Linked DNA regions of Mus musculus: region 1 is linked to region 2. A link is a contact called in public Hi-C data. All regions are on one chromosome and are shown on one strand. The core of a region is the stretch at or near the end of the contact, and the rest is flanking DNA. Distances in the headings are between cores, read along the strand shown.

Region 1 (5,396 bases), core at 1,558-4,057, 300 kb after region 2:
TGTGCTGATAGCTAGGTTTAAATCTGAAATGTCCCCCCACAGGCTGGTATTATGGGTGCTGGTCTCCAACTAATAGTAAAATTTTAGAAGGCTGTGGAGCCAAGCAAGTCTCTGGAGATGGGTCTTTGAGGATTGCAATCTAGACTCCTTCTTGGTGAACTGCCACCTCAATAACCACTGCTCCCACTGTTCCATAGCCCATCTCATTCTGCCATGCTTTGTCCACTGAGATAGACCAAAACCCTATGAAACCATGAGCTAAGCAAAGTCCTTCCTCTGTTAGATTCTTTGGTAGCTACTCTGTCACAGTGACACCACAGTTACTCACATGGGGGAGGGGGTGCCATATTTACAGTAGCTTCCCAAAATATGATGCATGAAAAGACTCATGGACATTTGGGCTTTGTTGGAATGGAATGTAGGGCTATGATAGTTTGTATATTCTTGGTCCAGGGAGTGCCACTATTAGGAAGTGTAGCCTTGTTGGAGTAGGTGGGTCATTGTGGGCATGAGCTTTAATACCCTTGTCCTAGCTGTCTGGAAGCCAATCTTCTGCTAACAGCCTTCAGATGAAGGTGTAGAACTCTTCAGCTCCTCCATTGCCATGCCCTCCTGGATGTTACCATGTTCTTGCCTTGGTGATAATAGACTGAACTTCTGAACCTGTAAGCCAGCCCCAGTTAAATATTGTCCTTATAAGAGTTGCCTTGGCCTCTGGGCAGTGGTGGTGCACGCCTTTAATTCCAGAACTTGGGAGGTAGAGGCAGGTGGATTTCTGAGTTCGAGGCCAGCCTGGTCTAGAGAGTGAGTTCCAGGACAGCCAGGGCTACACAGAGAAACCCTGTCTCGAAAAAAACAAAACAAAACAAAACAAAAAACAAACAAACAAACAAACAAAAACAAAAAACAAAAAACAAAACAAAAAAGAAGTCAACATTAATCACTGCCCTTGTGCTTCATAAATTGTACTTAGAGATGAGGGTGGCCACCAAACTATTGGGTATATCTAGAAATGTTATTTCTATGTGTTGTCATTTCTCCTTTTCTGAGTTTGATAGGATCATAAGTGATCCTCAGATGTTCTACCTGAGGTAATTCTCCATTCAGAGTGGATTCCAGGCATAAGGTGAGGCTATTGGCATGCAGCTCCTGGAAGTTTCTCTACTGTGACTATTAATGCCAGCTAGCCAGTAGACAGTGTATGTAATTATGAATTTTTCTTTAGTTCTTTTTGAATAAAGTAATTCTGTTTTGTTTTGAAACATGGTCTCATTTGTCCTTGTCTATGCTGGAATTTGTTACATAGATCAGGTTGGTCTCAAACTCACAGAGACCTGCCTCCTTCTATCTCCCAAGTGCTGATATTAAAGGCATATGATACATATTAACCTCAAATAAAGTCTTTTTTTTTTCAACCAAATCCTTGTATTTTCAGTCCAGGTTACAAGGAAAAATAATGGTAAACTCAATGAGGAAATTATTCTCTTAAAAGTTAATATAAAAGCTGGAGTGATATCTCAGAGGTAAGAGCATTTGCTGCTCTTTCAGAGTACCCAGGTTCAGTACCTAACACCCAGGAGTCTAAGACCTCTTCTTACCTCCGCAGGCAACTATATGTGTGTGGTGCACATGCATACTCACTTAGGCACAACAACATGATAAAATTGTATATGTGTGTGTGTATATATATATGTATATATATATATATATATATATATATATATATTTACATACATCACAGATATATAATATTACATATGTTCTATATATTACAAATATATACACACAATTGTATATACATATCACCATCTAGAAACTATTGTTGCTAGTGGTGAATGATCTTATTCACATGATTTCACGGGCATAAGCAGAGAATCAAGCTGGAGAAAATAGAAATTGACTTAAAATTTTTTCAAAGCACAGTCTCCCTCTGTAATCAAGTCTAGCTCAAAACTGAATATATAGTCCAAGTATCCTGGTCCAAGTTCTCCTCTTGCCACACCCTTCTGAGTACTGAAATTACAGGTGTGAGCCACTACAGTCTGTTGGAAAACACGTTTTGAAATGCTATTCCCTTTTAAACATAAAGGTCCTGCCGATGAAGATGAAGCGGGACTGTGGAAGACACCGGTTCTGCTAAATCCAGCCAGAAGCAACCACCACAAATGTTTAAAGTCAATCAGACCAGCCATTAGATGTCATGTAAATAATGAAAGGGAGGAAGACGAACTAGCTTAGATCATAAATAATGAAAGGGAAAATATCAACTGACTGAAATTTTCATCCCTCTCCAGCCCCTGTGATTAGAGACAGACGTTTCTGTCCACAACGTCTTAGGAAATTCTAATGTCACATCTTCTGTCAATTATCATTTTTGTTTTAATTTTAAGAAATAAAAATCTGGGAGGTTTTTCTTTCTAGTCAAATGAAGATCAGAAAACCCATGTCTGTCCTGGACTTACAATCCCAATTAAAATAAATATACACCCTGATTAAAAGTACAGGGCTAATGACTAACTCAGACTTAATAATTGTAAATAAATTGTCATTTTGACATGGAAAATTTTTTAAACCATTTTTATTATGGAAATATATCCTAAGATCCTGGGCAGAATTTATTTGATATGTTAAGTAGATTACTAGCCCTAGAACTTCCTGAGATTCTTTTGTTGTTTTACTTATAGAAACACGGGAGCGGAAATGGGTATTGAGTGAGAAAAATGAACCAAGAGAGATAGATGTAAAGCCAAGAGGAAGTGCTGCCTCCGCATAACACACCCCAGGCTGACTACACAGGAACAGACCTGATACTTCTCTTAGGCTGACTTTTAGATTGTGTAGTTTGAGTGAAATGCCTCTTATCCCCCATAGTCTTAAGCATTTGGATACTTAGTCCCTAGTTTGTGGAGGTGGTTGGGAGGGTTTATGATGTATGACTGGCTAGAGGAAGTTTGTCAAGGGTTTTGAGGTTTCAAAAGCCACATGCTACTCCTACTGTACTCTCTCCTTCCTGCTTATAGATCAAGATCTCCAGCCCCAGCTCCAGCTCCAGCTCCAGCTCCAGCTCCAGCTCCAGCTCCAGCTCCAGCTCCAGCTCCATGCTTTGCTGGCTGCCATACTCCTTTACCACAATGGTGATGTACTCTTCTCTCTCTAAAATCACAATCTCAAAATGAGCCCAACAATAGAAAAGTAACTATGACATTTACTTTTTGTCTATCTGTCTTCTCTCTCTCTCTCTCTCTCTCTCTCTCTCTCTCTCTCTCTCTCTCTCTTGTTTATTTGGTTGGTTGGTTGAGTTTTGCTTTGTCTTGTTGACACCCTGGTTGTGCTGTGTCAAGGAGAACTTCTCTGGTCATGGATACTTGGAGTTCTGTTTACCTCTTGTGTTTGGACAATTCCTTGTTTCCCTAAGTTTTGGGGGTATTCTGCTGTAATTACATTAGCTGGTCTGTGTATTCTATGTGATTCTTTCTTCTACACCATGAATTCTCAGGTTCAACCTCTTGAGTGCATCTTAGATTTTTTTTTGTAAATATTTTTGTGTTCCTTTCTGTTTTTCCCCTTGTATATGTCTGTTTAAATTACTTCTTTGTCTTTGTCCTCCATCCTTGGAATTCACTCTTTTGCATGGTCTTGTTTCTTAGTGATATTATTTACTGCAGTTTTATTTCATGCACCCATTCTTTGTTTTAAGTATTTCTGTTTGGTCCCTTTTCAGTCTTCTTGACGTCTTTTTCCTCCATTTGGACTTTCATATCCAATTTTCTGTTATGTTCATTTTGAAGAATCTATGAAGGGGTCTGATATACATTCCTGTAATTCATGTATCTGCTTGTTTGGATCTTACAATCTTTACTATAAGACTTGAAATTTTTGAATCTATATGATCATTAAGTCTTTTAAAAAGTGTCAGCCTGATTTTTTTCTTAGATACTTGAGCTGTCTCTGAAGTTTCAGATTCCATTATAACAAAGTGGTGGCTGTGTCATGTTGGAGTAAGTTTTGATTAGCCATTTTATTCTGAGCCTATTTGAATATCTCCTACAACATTTTCTAGAGGGACAGCTGTACAACGTCAGCCACAGGGACTAGTGAAATTTGGGGGATTAGTAAGGAGAGTCAATGAGATGATCCCACTCCCACAGTGCTATGTCCCCCCAAAAACAAGGGTACTGCAGCACTCTGAGCTTCGAGACAATGATGGAGTCAATATTCCAGTTACTACCTGGATTTTGTGAACTCCATGGGAGCAGAATAGCCAGCCTATGTGATATTTAAGGTCTGGTCTGTTTTGGGGGCTTTAAGTAACTTCTGATACCACAAAAGTACAGACTTTGAATCCTGCCATGACCTCTGGGACCTCAAAAGTCAGAACCAGACACCCACATTGATCTTATGTGGAGCCAAACTTTGGTCTGCTGAGGCCACCAGGGATGGAGGCTAGATCACAATGTATTCTCTGCTTCCATGGAAAACCTGGGTGCACAAGACTCTCTGGATAGGAAATCTGGACACACAGTGAGCTATGATGGTCCTACAGAATTTGGAAGCTAAATGTCTGAGCCTTACATACAAACTTAGAAATATCAAAAACACTCCAAATTTTCATCGGCAACCAGAAAACATAGGATGAGGTATTTCAAACTCTAAACGTAAGTAACTATGAACCAAGAATGCTTTAGCCTACTAAGTCACCTTTCAAAACCAGTAGATAAATAACTATTTCAAGATACATAAAATAAGACAATATATGACAACTAAGTAACTTCTATAGAAAATTCTCAATGGTATAGCTTACGTTAGTGGTTCTCAACCTGTGGGTCACAATCCCTTTGACAGTCAAATGAATGATCCTTTCACAGGGGACATTTATCAGATATCCTGCACATCAGGTATTTATACTAATATTCATAACTAGCAAAATTACAGTTATTAAGTAGTCATAAAAATAATTTTATGGTTTGAAGTCTCCACAACATGAGGAACTGTATTAAAGGGGTGCAACATTAGGAAGGTTGAGAATCAGTGGTTTATATGGAAAAAGAATAAAAATAGTTTGCTTCACATGACTACACAAGCAGATACACTACCTGAAAACAGCATGTAAATAACCTAGACTTTGGAGAAAAACATTCATATCCAAAATAGAAATTCAACAAAACCTTAAATCTAATAAGGAGAGTCAGAAGAAATATCAAAAATGTAGCAAAGCAGAAGTTATAGGAAGTAGCAAACCCCTTTCTATAATAATCTTAAATGTCATTGCCCTCACCTTACCACTCAAAAGGTACAGACTAATTTATCAGATTAAAAAGCAAGAGACAACCATGTAGTGTCTCTAAGAAACATGCTTAACAGCAAAGACATACAAGATCTTAATAACAAAGGATGAA
Region 2 (4,763 bases), core at 79-2,578:
CTTAGAAGGGGGAACAAAATACCCATGGAAGGAGTTACAGAGACAAAGTTCAGAGCAGAGACTGAAGGAATGGCCATCCAGAAACTGCCCCACCTGGGGATCCATCCCATAAACAGCCACCAAACCCAGACACTATTGCAGATGCCAACAAGATTTTGCTGACAGTAGCCTGATATAGTAGTCTCCTGAGAGGCCCTGCCAGTGCCTGACTGATACAGTCATCCATTAGACAGAGCACAGGGTCCCCAATGAGAGCCAGAGAAAGTATCCAAGGAGCTGAAGGGGACTGCAGCCCCATAGGAGGAACAACAATATGAACTAACCAGAACCCCCAGAGCTCTCTGGGACTAAACCACCAATCAAAGAAAACACATGGTGGGACTCATGTCTCTAGCTGCATATGTAGCAGAGGATAGCCTAGTTGGTCATCAATGGGAGGAGAGATCCTTGGTCCTGTGAAGGTTCTATGCTCCAGTATAGGGGAATGCCAGGGCCACGGAGTGGTAGTGAGTGGGTTGGGGAGCAGGGAATTGGGGAAAGGATAGGGGATTTTCGTAGGGGAAAATAGGAAAGGGGATAACGTTTGAAATGTAAATAAAGAAAATATCCAATTTAAAAAAAAAGTAAAAAGAATACTTATGAGAATGTGATTTTGATAAACATGAAAAAGAAAAAACAAAGGAAATAATGACTTGGGCATAAGAAATCATATTTACATTGACAGTGGCAATAGCGGCATCTTGAAATTATTATTTTTTTTTGATGAACTTCTGAAAACCAATTTTTGTTAAGTGAGTTTACATCTAAATTTCAGTTGTGTTAAGAGTTAACACAAAGGTCTTTTATCTGTTCTTAATGTCGCCAGCCATATCCTGCCATCGATCTATGGGAGAAGTCCCTATTGAAATCGATGGGGAGGTTCACTGTGAAAATCAATGGCAGGATATGGCCTCTAAGAACACCCGTTTCTGTAAGCTTGCAGCTGCAACTTCAGGGCAACCCTTTATGTTACATTCAAAATCAACAATTGGGAAACATTGTGGTTCTTTAGGGAGGGAATAAAATGAGAGGAAGGAAATGCACATTTGTGTAGGACAATCCGTCACGTTCCCACAGCCCAGCAGGCTTGCACTGTCTTTTCGAGATTCTTAAAGAAAAATTCATGGAAAAGACAAATGCCTTAAAAAAAAAACAAAACCCAAACTCCAAAGTCTGTATTTCCTGAATGCACAGAAAATGTGTATTACCAAGCAAAATAACACAGGCTCCCAGAGTGGCTGTCCAGCACCTCCTAATTGCTCCATAGCCTGTGGCTCACAGTCACACACTCTGGTGACAGAGAGAAAACCACCCACTTTGGGGTAGGGCAAAGCAGAAGGGAATCACACGTATTATTAGAGACCTTGGGTTTTCCAGGCAGGGAGGGTCTGAAAACAAATTCAAGAATCTTGAGAAAAGATTCACACATATCTTGAGAATAGATACACACACGCTCTACATAAAGTAATTTTGTTTTGTGTTTTCAGAATTGTTTCCTGCAAACACCAGTTACTCCTCTTCATGGAGAATAATGGCCAAACAGTATAGCTCTCCTTCTCCAGCAGGACAAGCATTCACATCCTGCTCCCGTGGAACTTTCTCTTTGTTCTTTTTGGGTAAGGTGTCATATAGCCATGACTGGTCTTGAACCTTTATGAGGCTAAGGATGCTTTGAAATTGACCTCGTGGACTTAGGCAACATGTCTCTTATTCATCTTTGACTTGTCCCCCTCACCTGAGCACATCTTTGCAGTCATTGACACTGCAAAGGTTAGCATGTGACCCATGGAGATGCTATCAAAACCTAGGGAAAACTGGGGAATGGACATCTGGTAAATGGAGTTCTTTCATAAACTCACAAGGTTGAACAGGAATGAAAATCACCAGAATCTGTTAAAAGGGCTGAGTTGTGTTTCAGACACCACACAAGGCACTGGAATTTGGATAGGAAAGATTCCCACTGCTTCTTTGGAGCCATCCTAATGAGCCATAAAACCACGGTGAAGATGTTTTTAGTGAATCAAAGTTTGTGTTGGGGAGGAAACAGGGAAGCCAGTCTTGGTGAGACAGGACATAGGGGTGGACTTCCAAAGGAGTGGAGCCTAAGTAGTGGTTGGGTTTATTTAGAAGAGAATAGTTACATATACAGTGGTGGTTATTTTCAGCTTTACTCATATATAATTAACAAATAAAAATTGAAAGTATTTATGCTGTACACTGATGTCTTGATTTAGGAATGCATCATACAATGATTAAAGAGATACAATTTAATATATCCAACACCTTGCATGTTTATCTGTGTGTGCGTTGAGTTACATTGTAATTTTCATGCATATATACACACACATTGCTTTTCTCATTACTTTGACAAAATACTCAACATAAGCAACTTTGGGAAGGAAGTGCTTATGTTGGCTCACAGTTTAAGTGTGCTCCATCATGATGCAGAAGGCATCTCAGTAGGAATGAGGACAGGTGGTCACGTTGCACCTACACAAGGAAAAAGAGAGGTTAATGAATCCTGGTACACAGTTCACTTTCTCCTTATTTAGTCTTGGATCCCAGCCCACATTCAAGGTAGGCTTTCTCAACTCAAATAAACCTGACTGGAAACACTGACAGGTCCAGAGGCTTATCTTCTGGTGATACTAAGAAATGTCATCCTGATAATGAAGATGAACCATCACACTAGACATCATTATGAAGTAAAGTTTCCATATTACACAATTGATGTGGACAGAATTCATTCATCCTGTCCTACTGAAACTGTACATGCTATAACCTACACTCTTCCCTACCTTCCATATTCTTCTAGCTCTGACCCCTCACCTCTGCCCTGTCTCTCAGTTTTAACAGAATTTGAAAAAAAAAAAGGATAGTTCATTTTTCTTGTGATAGATTCTCATGTATCCCAGGCTGGCTTTGAACTTGCTATAAAGCTATAGATTACCTTAAACTTTTGATCTTCCTGCCTCCATCTCCCAAGTGCAGTAATGTATTATAGGTATGTACTACTGTGTCCTGTTTATGTGGTAGCTGGTTATGAAGTCCAGAGCATCATGCATGATAGCTAGCCAAGTACTCTATTAACTGAGATATAGCACCAGTGAAATTCATTTTAGAATAATGTGTAGAATTTGATTAGGAGGAACTCTTGGAATTTTTTTTCATAGGGATCTTACTTGTTTTACTAATCTAGTATCCCTGCTTGTTACTGATTTTGTTCAGATTTTTCTACTTCTTTAAGAGTCCATCTTCGTAGGCTTGTGTGTGTCAACCAAGTTTCCACTCTTTCTCTGCAGCCTGATTGCCCAATCTAATTGTGGTGGTCATTTCTTTGGCTTGCTGTTTTATCAGCTGCAGTGTCCTTGCTTTTATTTCTGAATCTATTTATCTGATCCAACTCTTTTTTTAGCCCAAGGATTTATTTGTTTTAAAAAATATTCTTAGTTGAGCTGGTCTTTTTTTTTTAGTTTTGTTCATTTTGGGATGGGGAGGGTATTTGTTTTAGTTTTGCTGATCTTTCCTAGTATCTATTTCTGCCCTGGCCTTTGTTATTTCCTTCCTAACTTTGGGCTGAGTCCCAGCTCCTTGAGGAGCACTGTAGTGTTTGCTGGAGTTGTTTCTCTTTTCCTGTAGGTGTGAGCTGCACTTGCTGGCTCCCATAGAAGTCATGTGATGCTTACTCTGGCCACATCTGTGAGGAATGTTCTAAACTGAGACAACTGAAGTGGCAAGACCCATTTTGTGGTTGGAGAGAGCAAGCTGAACCTTCATCTCTCTATTCTTCCTGACAGCAGGAGCAATGTGAGCAGCTGCCTCTTCCCTCCATGAATTTCCCACCAGGGTGGACTGTATCCTCCAACTGTGAGCCACAGTAAACACTTCCTTAATTTGTTTTTGTCAGGATTTATTATTATTATTATTATTATTATTATTATTATTATTATTACAAGAATTGAAACTAATACATGTCTATACTTGTTCTATCTTGATACAGTTTTAAATTTCAACTTTAAGTTCTATTACTCTTGTGTGTTCAGGAGTTGCTAAATGTCTATGGATTTGTGAGAGCTCCTGTTTCCTTCATGATACTGATTTCTCATCTCGTGCACTGGTACCATGCACTCATTTCATGGTCAGATGCTTTGGTTTTGTACCCTGGTTTCTTGGGTAGCTAGGACAGAGTCCCTCTTTCTGGAGGATTTATATGCAATGGAAATGTATGATTAGACTAAAGGCTCAGAAAGTTGAAGAGTCCAAACTCATAGGGCTGGCATATGGGGAAGACCTTCCTTTTGCTTATTCCATAGCAACAGACAAGCAAAGAAATGGCAGAGCATGTGTGATGGGTGGCAAATGCCTCCTTTTGTGATGAATACACTCTTGTACTAACTCAATCTCATTTCATGGTCTAATTGCATGTGGACCTGGCTGTCCAATACATGGCCTTTGGGGACACATTCCACCCATAGTGGCCCACCATATGGCTTGTCTTGAAGAGTACTCCATGTGTACTTAGGAAGTATTTGTGATCTGTAGTTATTAGGTAAGCAAATAGATTAGCAGAATTTGGCGATAGGGGTCTCGAGAGTGAAGGAAAAAGCGAGGCCCAGTGTAATTTAGCTGAAGAAATCCTAGCCTCATTCTCTGGGGCTCCAAGCAGTTGGGTGTATCTAGTACTTTCAACTGGCTTGGATTTAGAGGGTATTATTTTTGGGAAA

The links. Hi-C and Micro-C count contacts between places; a contact is called where the count stands out from the background.
Region 1: a contact with region 2 is called in a Hi-C map of bone marrow-derived macrophages, with 3 times the contacts expected there. The contact joins two enhancer-like sites. A contact is called at or near these places in 2 of 484 Hi-C or Micro-C datasets (both in bone marrow-derived macrophages) and 1 of 115 datasets of contacts at active chromatin or transcription factors (fibro-adipogenic progenitors).

Annotation. Positions count from the first base shown.
Region 1 is chr8:128,145,769-128,151,164 of GRCm38.p6, forward strand. No RefSeq gene overlaps it. Among named protein-coding and RNA genes, the nearest start is that of Mir21c, 130 kb to the right of the region's middle. Within about 2 kb of position 2,808, at least 34 of the 459 cell types and tissues checked have an H3K27ac peak or open chromatin away from gene starts, as enhancers often do. A contact at or near this core is called in bone marrow-derived macrophages, where this site is marked.
Region 2 is chr8:127,846,498-127,851,260 of GRCm38.p6, forward strand. No RefSeq gene overlaps it. Among named protein-coding and RNA genes, the nearest start is that of Gm32590, 43 kb to the left of the region's middle. Within about 2 kb of position 1,329, at least 3 of the 459 cell types and tissues checked have an H3K27ac peak or open chromatin away from gene starts, as enhancers often do. A contact at or near this core is called in bone marrow-derived macrophages, where this site is marked.